2 separate regions of the Mus musculus genome follow, and region 1 is linked to region 2. Evidence: chromatin contacts called from public Hi-C data. All regions are on one chromosome and are shown on one strand. Each heading gives the region's core, a stretch centred on a gene start, on an enhancer-like site or on the middle of the called end of the contact. The rest is flanking DNA. Distances are from core to core; before and after follow the strand shown. Region 1 overlaps Kirrel3 (kirre like nephrin family adhesion molecule 3). Region 2 overlaps Kirrel3 (kirre like nephrin family adhesion molecule 3).

What was found. Hi-C and Micro-C count contacts between places; a contact is called where the count stands out from the background.
Region 1: a Hi-C map of cerebellum shows a contact between it and region 2, with 2.2 times the contacts expected there. The contact joins two enhancer-like sites. A contact is called at or near these places in 5 of 484 Hi-C or Micro-C datasets (cerebellar granule neurons, cerebellum and stem cell-derived neural progenitor cells), 3 of 115 datasets of contacts at active chromatin or transcription factors (acute myeloid leukemia, embryonic forebrain and forebrain) and 3 of 9 other capture datasets (adipose tissue, liver and pancreatic islet).

Annotation. Positions count from the first base shown.
Region 1 is chr9:34,610,331-34,615,873 of GRCm38.p6, forward strand. The region is part of intron 1 of Kirrel3 (kirre like nephrin family adhesion molecule 3); the gene reads left to right. Among named protein-coding and RNA genes, the nearest start is that of Kirrel3, 120 kb to the left of the region's middle. Within about 2 kb of position 2,676, at least 2 of the 459 cell types and tissues checked have an H3K27ac peak or open chromatin away from gene starts, as enhancers often do. A contact at or near this core is called in cerebellum, where this site is marked.
Region 2 is chr9:34,495,627-34,500,888 of GRCm38.p6, forward strand. All of the region lies in intron 1 of Kirrel3 (kirre like nephrin family adhesion molecule 3), which reads left to right. Among named protein-coding and RNA genes, the nearest start is that of Kirrel3, 9.5 kb to the left of the region's middle. Within about 2 kb of position 3,210, at least 8 of the 459 cell types and tissues checked have an H3K27ac peak or open chromatin away from gene starts, as enhancers often do. A contact at or near this core is called in cerebellum, where this site is marked.

The DNA of each region.
Region 1 (5,543 bases), core at 1,426-3,925, 110 kb after region 2:
GGGCTTGTAGCTTTTGTCCTTTTGTTGCGGGCCTCTCCCCACTCCGTCCTGCATGCAGTGTGTTCACGTTGGTAGGTACCTATCCTGCCCCTGAGCATGGTCAGAGATCTGGGAAGCAGATCTTTCTCTTGCATTTAAATAAAAAAAAAGAAGCTTGGGACTCGTGCTACAGCCTGGCCTCTAAGCCATGCCCAAGGTCAGAAAAATTCAGGGAACTGGGAGAGCCAGGCTTTGATTTCATCTCAAAATCCAGTTTGAGATTTGTGCCAGTTGACGGTAAGTAGAGGAGAGTGAGGACTGGATTTGTAGTTCAGTGGTTGAATGTTTGCTTCACATTTATGAGGCCCTAATTTCAATCCTTAGAACTACCAAAAGAAAGGGAAAGGAGTAGGAAGAGAGGAAGGAAGGGAAGGAAGGGAAGGAGGGAGGGAATGAAGGAGGAAGAGAGGAGGGAGGGAGGGAAGGAAGAAGGCAGGAGGGAAAGAAGAGGTACAGGGAGAATGGGAAGAGCATCTGGGAAACATTAATAAGGAAATAAGTTTGGAGATAGGTACCCTCGTGTCAGCTTGCAACATCGGACCTGCAGGGGCTGGGGCAGTACAGAGACATTGTTAAATCAATCCTAACAGTACAAGCCCTCGGCTAAGAGGTAGGAGTTCTTAAGGAAATTTTCTTTAGCTGGGGAGGTCAAGGTGAGGAGGTGGTCTGGGTTTGGCATTGCAGATTGATTGAATTAATCTTATAATTTCAGACCACATGGTCTTTTGTACTCAAGAAAATACTCCCACTTTTTGCTTGAGGGAGAACTATCTTCTAATGGCCCAGGTAGTCCAGTTAGAGGCAGCTGCTTGATGTGTGAAGGGCTGTCTTGGCTCCTCTCCTTTTAGGGAGCAGGTCCTGGAGCCTGGAGAGGTGTCCTGGCAGCCTATGTGTTTTGTGGGACTCGTTCCTTGCCTAAGCTTCTAGCATATTGAAAAATAATTTTCTATGAGCAAGTAATTATATAAAAATTGCCTTTGCCTTTAAAAAAGAATTATGTTTGGATCTTTTGAGCAGAAAGAAAAATGTACAGAGGGAATCATTAATTTTGAATAAAAACAGGTACTTTTCCTGTAGCCAGCAAGGGAGGGAAATGTGAAATTGGTGTTTTCTACAAACAGCTCAGCGTCACTCCCTAATCTGTTTGCTTGATCTATTATCCAGTTGCCTGCAAACGTGAATGTCTTGTTTGGCCTGGATCTGACTTTTATTCTTTTCCCACTACCTATTTTTTAAGGAGTGTGTTATATGCATAGCTCAGCCTTCATTTGCATCACATTAAAGTAAAACATTTTAAATTTCTTCACAGCAGAGGTAAATCTGACAGACTTTATGAAGCTATTACACCTGCAGGTATTTTATACTTTTAAAATACATTCTTGTCAAGCTATCTTAATTATATTATTATATGTACTTTTGAACTTGTATCCACTATTCTGTGATATATTACACTTTTGACAGAGACGTCCTAAAAAGCTACAATTTATACCCAAGTTCTTTGGCTGAACAAAGATGTATCTGTTCTGGGTTCTGGGAGAGATTTGTTAATTTACACGTGAGGCTGCATGCCATTGCCAGAGCAGGCAGCTTTTACTTCCCCGTTCAGTTGATTATGTGAGGCAGGTGTGACCTCTGGGCTGTTTAAGACCTTGGTATAGGCCAGTGAGCACTGGCCCTCACCTAGGTTGCGTAAGAGGTCTGCCTGAGAAGAGGCCTTAGTTTCGAGTGTTGTTGTCATTCTGGTATTGTTTCAGCACGCCAAGAAAATACAGAGCAAACTGTATCCAAATGACTTTGTCATTCATATTCAGAACCATTCCGGCAGCATTAGGACACATTCTGAGGAAAATGGAACCCATGGGTGGGAGAGAGGTGATAGGAAGAAACCAAAGAGAGCTGAGTCCTGCTCAAAGGAGTCAAGGCCTGAACTTCTTAGGGGGCAATGTCAGTGCTCTGTAAAGTGCACAGCAGCGACTGGAGGTCTGGGCAGCCCAGCCCAATAACTACAAGACAGACAGCCATGTTTCCTCTTCTGCTCCCTGATAGCAGGTGTCGGGGCGGGGGGGGGGGGGGTGGTGGTGGTGGTGCAAACTCCTCAAACATAGACAACAAAGGAATCTTTATTCATGCACGTTTCCAGCATCCAGACCTTTGAGAAACATGTGTGAGAAAGGTAAAGATGGCTTCCATTCTCACCGGGCAGAACTCTCCATGTATGCTGGGCTCATTTACAAATGGTTGGAGAAAATGCCGGTCTTGGTTCATTCTTCTTTCCTAGGAACATGCAGCCCAAACCCGGAAGTCAGCGCACGCACACGGTGCAATAGTTCCGCATTTTCCCCGAGTGGCAGCGCACAGCTGTTGTCGGGATGGATTGATTGGGAAAAAGTCCATTTGGGTGGTTTTTTAGACATCATCTGCTTCTTTTATCAAGCAGGTCTTCGTGGATGCTCTTGAAGTCTGCCCCTGGCTCCAGAGCCCATGCTAGGCCAGCTTCCAGGGTCTGAGTGGGCTTCCTGTTTGGAGAAATGAGCTCTTTGCTGCTTGAGGCCAAGTAGAACAGTTCTGGTCCAACCTTTCCCTATGCAGAGAATATCTTTCCCAGTTTCCACAGCACATGGATGGTGTGGTGATGGGCACAGTGTGATGGCAGCCAGCCTGCTTTTGTTGACTGCAGACTTTCCCATTTGGTGAGCCGTGTGCCAATGTCTCCACTGAACATCTTCTTTGGCAAATACGCAGGTGGCAGAGGGTATGCCTCAGTGAGCTCAGGGTAGCTCTCCTCCTCTGGGGTGGCAGGAGGGGAGCAAGCCTTGAGGCCTCTTAGAGTTCCTACACACCTGATCGATGCCACCTTCCCAGATGATCTATGCAAATGCATAGGTAGTTTGGAGGGAGCATCTGTCCGTCTAGTTTGGGGCCTGCCAAGCCTGGCACCACGCAGCTTTATTAGAGCCAGGAGGGCCAGCCAAGACTATGGTGACATGAACTGGCCAGGAGCCTGCACTCAACTAAGTCATTTGCCTCTTCCAATGTGGCCTCTGATTTATCACAAAAGATTTGCCTTCCAAGAGATTGGCATCTCTAAAGTCCAAAATGGAAACCAGAAGGAGAAGCCTGCGGACCTGGGTAGCAGTTTGGTTGTGACCCAGGCATCTCTGAGTGGCAGTCATTTGCCTGGATGGGGCCTCCAGCTGGCCTCAGCATTAGAAACCAGTTTGGCTCAGGTGTCACATTCAGTAATTACACCCTCTACAGTGGCCAGCTACCTTATGGATCAACAATGGAGTGTGTAGCCCAGACAGTCCAGCATTTGGAGGAGGTTTCTCAGTGTGGTCACAATGTTGCAGAATGACAAAGGCAGTCCAGAATAGAAAAGGGTAGGAAATGGTGGCAGACACATCATGGACTGATGGACTGTGGCGATGCATTACAGACAAGAGTCCCACCCAGAGTATCAACACCTGTGTTACCTACTAGCTCTGCACTCACCCTGCTCATTAATTAACTGCTTCAGCCCCGTTGAGCACCAGGCTGTACAGAGACCCAATGAGGCTCAAGCTCCTCTGAAAGAATGTTTGAAATGGGTTCCAGAGGTACTCAAGAGACTGTTTGAAAGGTCACTCAAAGATCAACAAAGCAATGAGCCCAGTACAAAACCCTAAAGAACACTGTAGCTCTGGAAACTGATCTTCATCGCTTAGAAAGTAGTGAGGGGATGGGACTAGCTTGCCTTTGTGTGGCGGGAATCAGTTTTCAAGATGACTTACCTAGCACCATTCTGCAAAAGGGATCTACAGTAACGACTCAGTGTGACACAGTCCCTGCTTCCCGGGTCTTTAAAATACTGGTTGGAATGGGATAAAAGAAATAGGTAAATAATCCAAATAGCATGATGAGTGTACCACAGGAGGGATCCAGTCCACTCACAGTGGGTGAGCACCTAAGCTGCTGGAAGCATGTGGATCTGGTTTATAGTACTTGAGCAGGACCCTATAGCTCAATTGGGGGAAATTAGCTATTAATAAACATGCCTACCTCTATAATTAATAGACTACAATTCCCTATGCTAGTTCCTGCTTCCAGAGACAGACCCCATGACTCCCGTGCCAAGATGTTCATACAGGTGACCCCTGAACAAACTGCAGGAGGGCGGGAAGGCAAACAGGTATGAAGCTTGGCCAGCCAATGAAAAGATCGTTACTAACAAGTCACTATCTGAAAGCAAGGCTTAACTTTGCTCAGAACAGACCTCAGAGCCATTCCACCAAGGGGCATGGAAGCCATATTCATCCATCATTCTCATCTATCACTCACTAGGGGTATCTCTGAGGAATTAACTCCCTAGGATTTCAGTTCTTTCCTAATAGAAAATCTGTCCTTAGGCAGAGAGAGCCTCCCATGTTTGCCATAGCAGATTCCTGGGTTAGATGCTAAAGGCCGCGTGCCTGCATTATTCTGCTTCCCCAAAGCCCCTTGTTAAAATCTAACCCCTGAGAGGACAGTGTGAGGAGCCAGGGCCTTAAGGAAGTGATCTATCCATAAAGGTGGGGCCCTGGTAAATGGGACTAATGCCTTTATAAAAGGCCTCACTTGTGTATGGCTTCTTCACCACTTCCCACCATGTTAAGACCAAATGCTCAGAAGCCTATAGGTGAATGAGGAGCCAGAACCTCACCAGACAGCACATCAGCCTTGGACTTGGACTTCACGACCTCCAGGAGGCTGAGAACCACATTCTGTTACTTACAAGCCACCCAGGCTGTGGTGTTCTGTGGACAGTGCAGAGAGAGAGAGCAGAGTTGAGCAGAGTTGTTCCAAGGAGAAGACAGGACACCAACAGAATCAACAACAGTTGATGAGCAGCACCTGTTTGTATCGAATGCCCCAGAACATTCGGTACTTTTACCCTTTATCAAATGGTATCTTCCTGGCCATTCTGAAGAAAGGCTGTGTAGGCAAGACAGTTTAGAAGCCATCATGAGCAGAACAAACACCAGTGCGCCCAGTTCCTGCATGGTGTAACCATTACAAAATGAAGACTGTAAGTAGAGAGCCAAGTTTCCTTCTTACTGTGCCCCTCCTTTTCTCTCTGTTGCCCATGCCAAAGCCCCACTAGCCTACCGTCTCCTGAAGCTCTCTGTTCAGCCTCCTGGGTGACCCACATCTACCCACAGAGCCAGCTACTGCCCCTCCTCTCATGCCCCTGTCCTCACCCAGAACTGATCTGCTTCACTCCTCCTGTCTCTTCTTCCAGCTGGAGCCTTGCTACCTTTGAGACAGAAAGGTTTTGTTCCCAAGCCCCATGCATGGGCTGCAGTAGTGCATGCTTAGCATTCGTCCAGGTGGTTTCCTTGAAGTAGTACAGAATGACATCCCCTAATGAGGAAATGGTTATGCTTGCCCACCCCCAGACCCAGTCCTCCTCCAGAGCTATATTACTTAGGCCTTTCTGTAATGAGAAGAGAGTGCAAAGCCCAAGTCTGGGAGCTGTCTGAGCAATC
Region 2 (5,262 bases), core at 1,960-4,459:
GAGATTCTTCTCAACCGCTGCTGACATTGTGGGAACTGAAAATAGGAGAGCGAACGCACATGACCTTTACCCTTTCAACTCTCCCCTCAGGCATTCCATAGGGTCTAATGTCTCAGGGAACAAAGTCGATTGTTCCTTATTTTACGAGCAAATAGTGTTATTCTGTGACAAGAAGCTCAGCTATAGACCATTCATGTAGCACTGGTTTTAGGCCTACTGTGTGGTAGGTGTGGTGTCAGAGACTGCTGTGGAAATAGGTGAGGCCATATTTCTGGACAGAGAGGCAACACTTCCACGAAGGCTATAGAATGATGCTCTACAAACAGCAGAGACAGCCCAGGGCATCATAAAAGGGTGTCCAGAAGAGATGCCATGCGTGCTTGCTCTTAAAAGATGTATAGGTGTGCTCTGGGTAAAGCATGAAGCAAGTAGTCCGGGCTGTACCTGGGAGTGTGCACAGGCAGGAGGACTGAAGAGAATATGGCATACTTAGCAGCAGAGCCTAGAATGGATGTGTTTGAAAGGAGAGAGGAGCCTTGGGGAAGGCAAAGCTGGCTGGCTCATGGCTGTGAATAACATGATACATGTTTTAAGGATGGATTGACAGGATGAAGTCAGTATCTTAAAAGATGGTTAGTAGTTTGGGGTCTGTCGTCCTCTCCATATCAGAGCTGTGGGGATTCACTTGTTATTCTTGGTAGTCTCTGTACTTCCCTGAGGCTGAAAACTTGTAGAATTGAGTGGAAGTACACTTTCCTCTTTCCAGATCATCTTTCTTTATGGCTGGTATGTTCAGATATGGGAAAGTGGACAATAAAATAGCAATGGGGAACCTAGTTAACTGTTGGTCTGCCCACCCAAGGGAAGGCAGATAAGAGGTGCTGAGGAGAGCTCAAAGCACCAGAGGCATGGAATGCTGGGGACACCTGAACTATGGGTGGTTGGAGGATATGAGGGATGGGAGTTAACTCTTTCTGAAGACCCCTGAAGGATACAGGGACAGAGCAAACACAGCAATGAGGAGGAACAATAAGTCAGAAGGGAGGAAGAAGAGAAGCTTCCCTGGGGCATTCTGCTGGCAATGTCTTTCTTGTTCTCAAGAAAAAGTAAACTGTAGGCATCAGGGGAGCCGAGGTAGCACCTTAGAGGGCTCTATTCAAATGTCAGAAATGTTTCACAAGTCTCCCATGCAAAGGAGCCTTCCATTCAGGAGTAGAGAATATATGTCCTCAGATTTACCCATGTCTTCTGTGCCTATTCTCTCCAGGAACCTATGGTAGCTGGCAGGAAGCTCAGTGGGGGGGGGGGGGGACAAAGCCCCTAAATGTCCTACAAGAACTAGTCAGCGGCATTTTCAAAGCCTTCGATTTCTGACTGTCTTGTCTGAGGCTGGCCTGTTGAGCAGGACTCTATTGTGAGTGTTTTCAAAGATGAATTCAGGTCATCAGGAATGCAGGACGCCAGCTGGTAAGAAAGGACAGAAGAGTGGTTGAGGACTCTACCTCTTAGCAACAATTGGGTTGTTTTGGATAGTTTTCTAGGAGGTAGATCATGTATTCAAGATCTCTTTGGTACCTAGCAAATTCTTTTGGCCGTGTTGATGATAATAGTAGTAACAATACCTCTGTTTGCATAATGATGGCTAGGATAATTAGCATCTATGCAAATCTTCAGAAATACAGTGCACAAGTAGCACCCCATTTTATCGAAATAGCAACGGAGGCAGGTTGGATGCTGTCAGCCCCTAGAAAGGTGATGTCTGATCAAAGTTCTTCCCAGTCTTGTTTTGTGTGGGTTGGTGCTTCATGGAGGAGCTGGTAGCTTCCGGCTGCTTCAGATCATAAACATAAACTATGCATTAGAAGATCAGATGCTGGGATGGAAGGAAAACCTTGTTCTCATCGCTCACCTCCCCCCTCCCCCCGCACACACACACACACCACCAGCACCACCACACCTCTCAGAACTGTAGGTGGGCCTCACTATGAAAATGCTTTCCTACTAAGCTTTATCTCTTGCACGTTTGTATATTTGTGGTAATCATCCATATGTGTCCAAGCATAAAGAGGGGATTTTAGCTGTTCCTTAGAAAGATCGAGGAGCTCAGTGCCAGGGTTGACCTTCAGACGGTAACCCAGCCTTGTAGTCCTAGTTCTTTATGATCCCAGACTCTGACACATTTCTGAAGTTTGTCTTTACCCCAAAGGCTCAAAGTTTCCAGAGCACTAGTGCCTGGGAAGTGGCAAGGCTGAAATGTAGTCAAGAAGTCATTTGTGTACTTCCCTTGTTCTCTTCTCCACCTCTACTTCCACCTTTAGATATCTGTAAATCAAGGAGCTTATCATAATCAGTTGGTTAAAATATCCTACCTTTTATCACGCCAGTGTCTAGCATTCAATTGGCTACCTAGAAGTCTCTGAATAAATTCAAAACTATCAGATGAAATATAAGAGTTAAGGAAAGGGAAAAAAAACCAGAACCTGTGATGTCAGCACACATAAAGATGTTGAAGTGCCCAAGTTAGAGTCCCAGGGATGCTTAAAGTTTATTTAAAGGTATTTCTCCAAGGAAGACCTCGGATGCTCACAAGTCACCAGGGATGCTGCCAAGAGAAACATCCCCTGGCAAGCCACTCACTTCCTGGGCTTCAGCAAGGAACCCTTGTGCCCTTCTGTTCTCCAATGCATGTCAGTGCCCATTTCTGTCAGTCACCTGCAAATGTCACAGGTGACTTCACTCTGGTGCAGTGTGACAGTCCACCTGTCACCCTTGGCAATGCTGGGAGCTATGACAGCTTCGGAGTCACACTGGGGCTTAGTTGACTCTCTGGGTAAGTAAGCATTCAGGGAACAAAAAGTTAAGTATGCATCCAAGTACTGTACAAGAAGGCTTTCATCCTCTGCTGCCTAGTTGCCTAGTTGCCTAGCTGCCCTGACGACTAAGGAGAAACCACCACTTAATCCCCCAGTTGCTCTGTTCCCTATATTGTGAGACTTGCACTTTTCTATGCCTTGGTTATAAATGTTAGGGTTCACTCCATGTTTAAGTTGAACTTCAGCTCTTTGGGAAGCTTGCTTCTGAAGCCATTTTCTCACACAGGGTGCTGAGCCTTTAAGAGAGTCAACTGCTGAGATGGGAGTTAGCAAAAATGTTTGGGGAATCAGACATACGAAGAAGATTGCAGTCCCCAAGTCAGCCTGATGGTGGCAGCAGCCGCGCTTGCAAAGGAGTGAGCCCAGCGTAACCTGCAGAGGGATGGGTGCCCAGTGGTTTAAGGCACAGCAGGGCTGCCTGAAGCTGGGCCCTTCTGCCACCTCATCCCACCCCGAAGGGGTGCAGATGAAGAAGTAGCCACAGTTTAACCTCCCAGGGAGAGGCTGGATTCTACTTTTCAGAGCCCACTAGGTAGTGAAAGTAGAATGTTCAGAGGAATTCCTACACAAAGAGGCTAAAGCTAGGTGGGTTCAATTAATAATGCTCAAGGGGTCCTGGAAGAACTGCACAAAGGAGATAGAGCAATTGCAGTTCACCAGCATTTCTCTGCAATGAGGGCTTTTCCTGAATGTATTGAATCTCAGTCCTCCCCCAGAGGGGTTAGCCACAGAAGGTGTCTTCCTTGAGCCGGCATTCGCTCTGTTAGTCCTGAACCCTCTACTATTCTCCATGGTTCCAAGTGCTTCACACCCCATCAAAGTGGGTGTGCTGTTCCCATGCTGCAAAGTAGTATCCTTATTCCTGGTGCCTTGAGCAGGCTGTTGAGGTGAATTCTGTTTTCATCTCTGGAAAGAGATACTAAATTCGAGGGACACCATTCGAGGAAACTTGCCACCAATTGCATGTGTTTAATAGGGTGTCCTTCTAAAATGTCAATGCCAGGCTAAAAGCAGGTATACTGTACTATGCTCTTCAGGACAAACGGTAGGAGGGTGGCCCCAAAACTCCTTACCATCATTCTTTCTAGTAATCTCCAATGTGCCAGCTTGCCCTTCAGAGTTATGCGATGTACCTGAGCGCCCCCCTCCCAAGTTAGTCCATGCATCAACAATTGAAGTTGTGGAGATGTGATGAAGGAAGGACGGGACCATTGTCAGGGGTATACCACAGTCTTGCCTGGTCTGCATGACCCAAGTGTTTGGTAGAACGGGTCATTGATGTTGCTTGAAGTCATCGGATGTCATGTGACCATTCTGTTGATTTAGGTTGTTAGTGGAATTTTCTGTGAGGTTTGCCTAAATCCAAACCACATTCCTTACTGGACTCACCATTGTAGTCGTCCATTGCTGTTGTTATTGCAATGAGGTGAGCTGTTACCTGCTCAATGTGTCTTTCCAGCTGCTGTTCCCAGGCATAGAAGGCAGCAAAGTTAGAGAGAAGATATTTAGTCTTCAGTGAACAGGGAGATTAAGTGGTGAATGGCAGAGACCATCTAAGCAGTTTCTGTCAAAACAGAAAGGTTTTTGCATAAAAAAAGTCAAAGCCTTAGTCCAGATCACAAACCATTCTAGTCTTTGTGTATAATTTTAGGACCTGATGAAAATATTAGACACCCCTCCTAAATTAAGATTTGCTGTAACGATAAGACATGTGACCTTGGCTTTGTTGTTTTCCTAGTCCCCTAGCTTGGTCGCATACCATTCTTTTCACAAGCCAGGTTTCTAGTAGAGCTTTGGGTTCTCACCCTGAACGTGGACTGGGAAAGGAGAAGCAGTAGAAACCTCAGCCAGATCAGTAATAGCCTTGGATGCTGCTGTCTGGTATTTTTATATTCCCTGAAACCTGTGGCTACTGAGTCAACTGGACCAGCTGTGGAAAAGCATCCTTGAGGTCTCAGGATCAGGTCCTTGGTTGAGCCTTGTATATATTCTCTGACTTAGCACTGTAGCAGCCGAGTGAAGCAGGGATGGCTAAACCCATTTGCTAATGATAACAACCGAGGCTTTGCCTGAAGATCACATAACTGTCAAGTGACAGGATAGAAGACCCTAAGAGCCCTGTCTTCCAGGTTGTTGGGAAGGATATCAGTCACGATGTTGTTTTGGCAGCCCTGTGAGTGTCTATGAGCCAAGCAACCTAGTGTGACCTGCGATTCTCTTCTGTAAGGTCTACGTGGGATGGGAAGAGCTGAGAACACAGAGGAAACGTCTTCTCCTGCACAAAGGGATGAAGACAATATGGGGAGCTTCCCAAGTGGCTTGTCACTCTGTCCCTCCGCCAGCCAGTTCCAGTTTAGCTTAATGTTTAGAAAAGCAAATGCTCATTTCT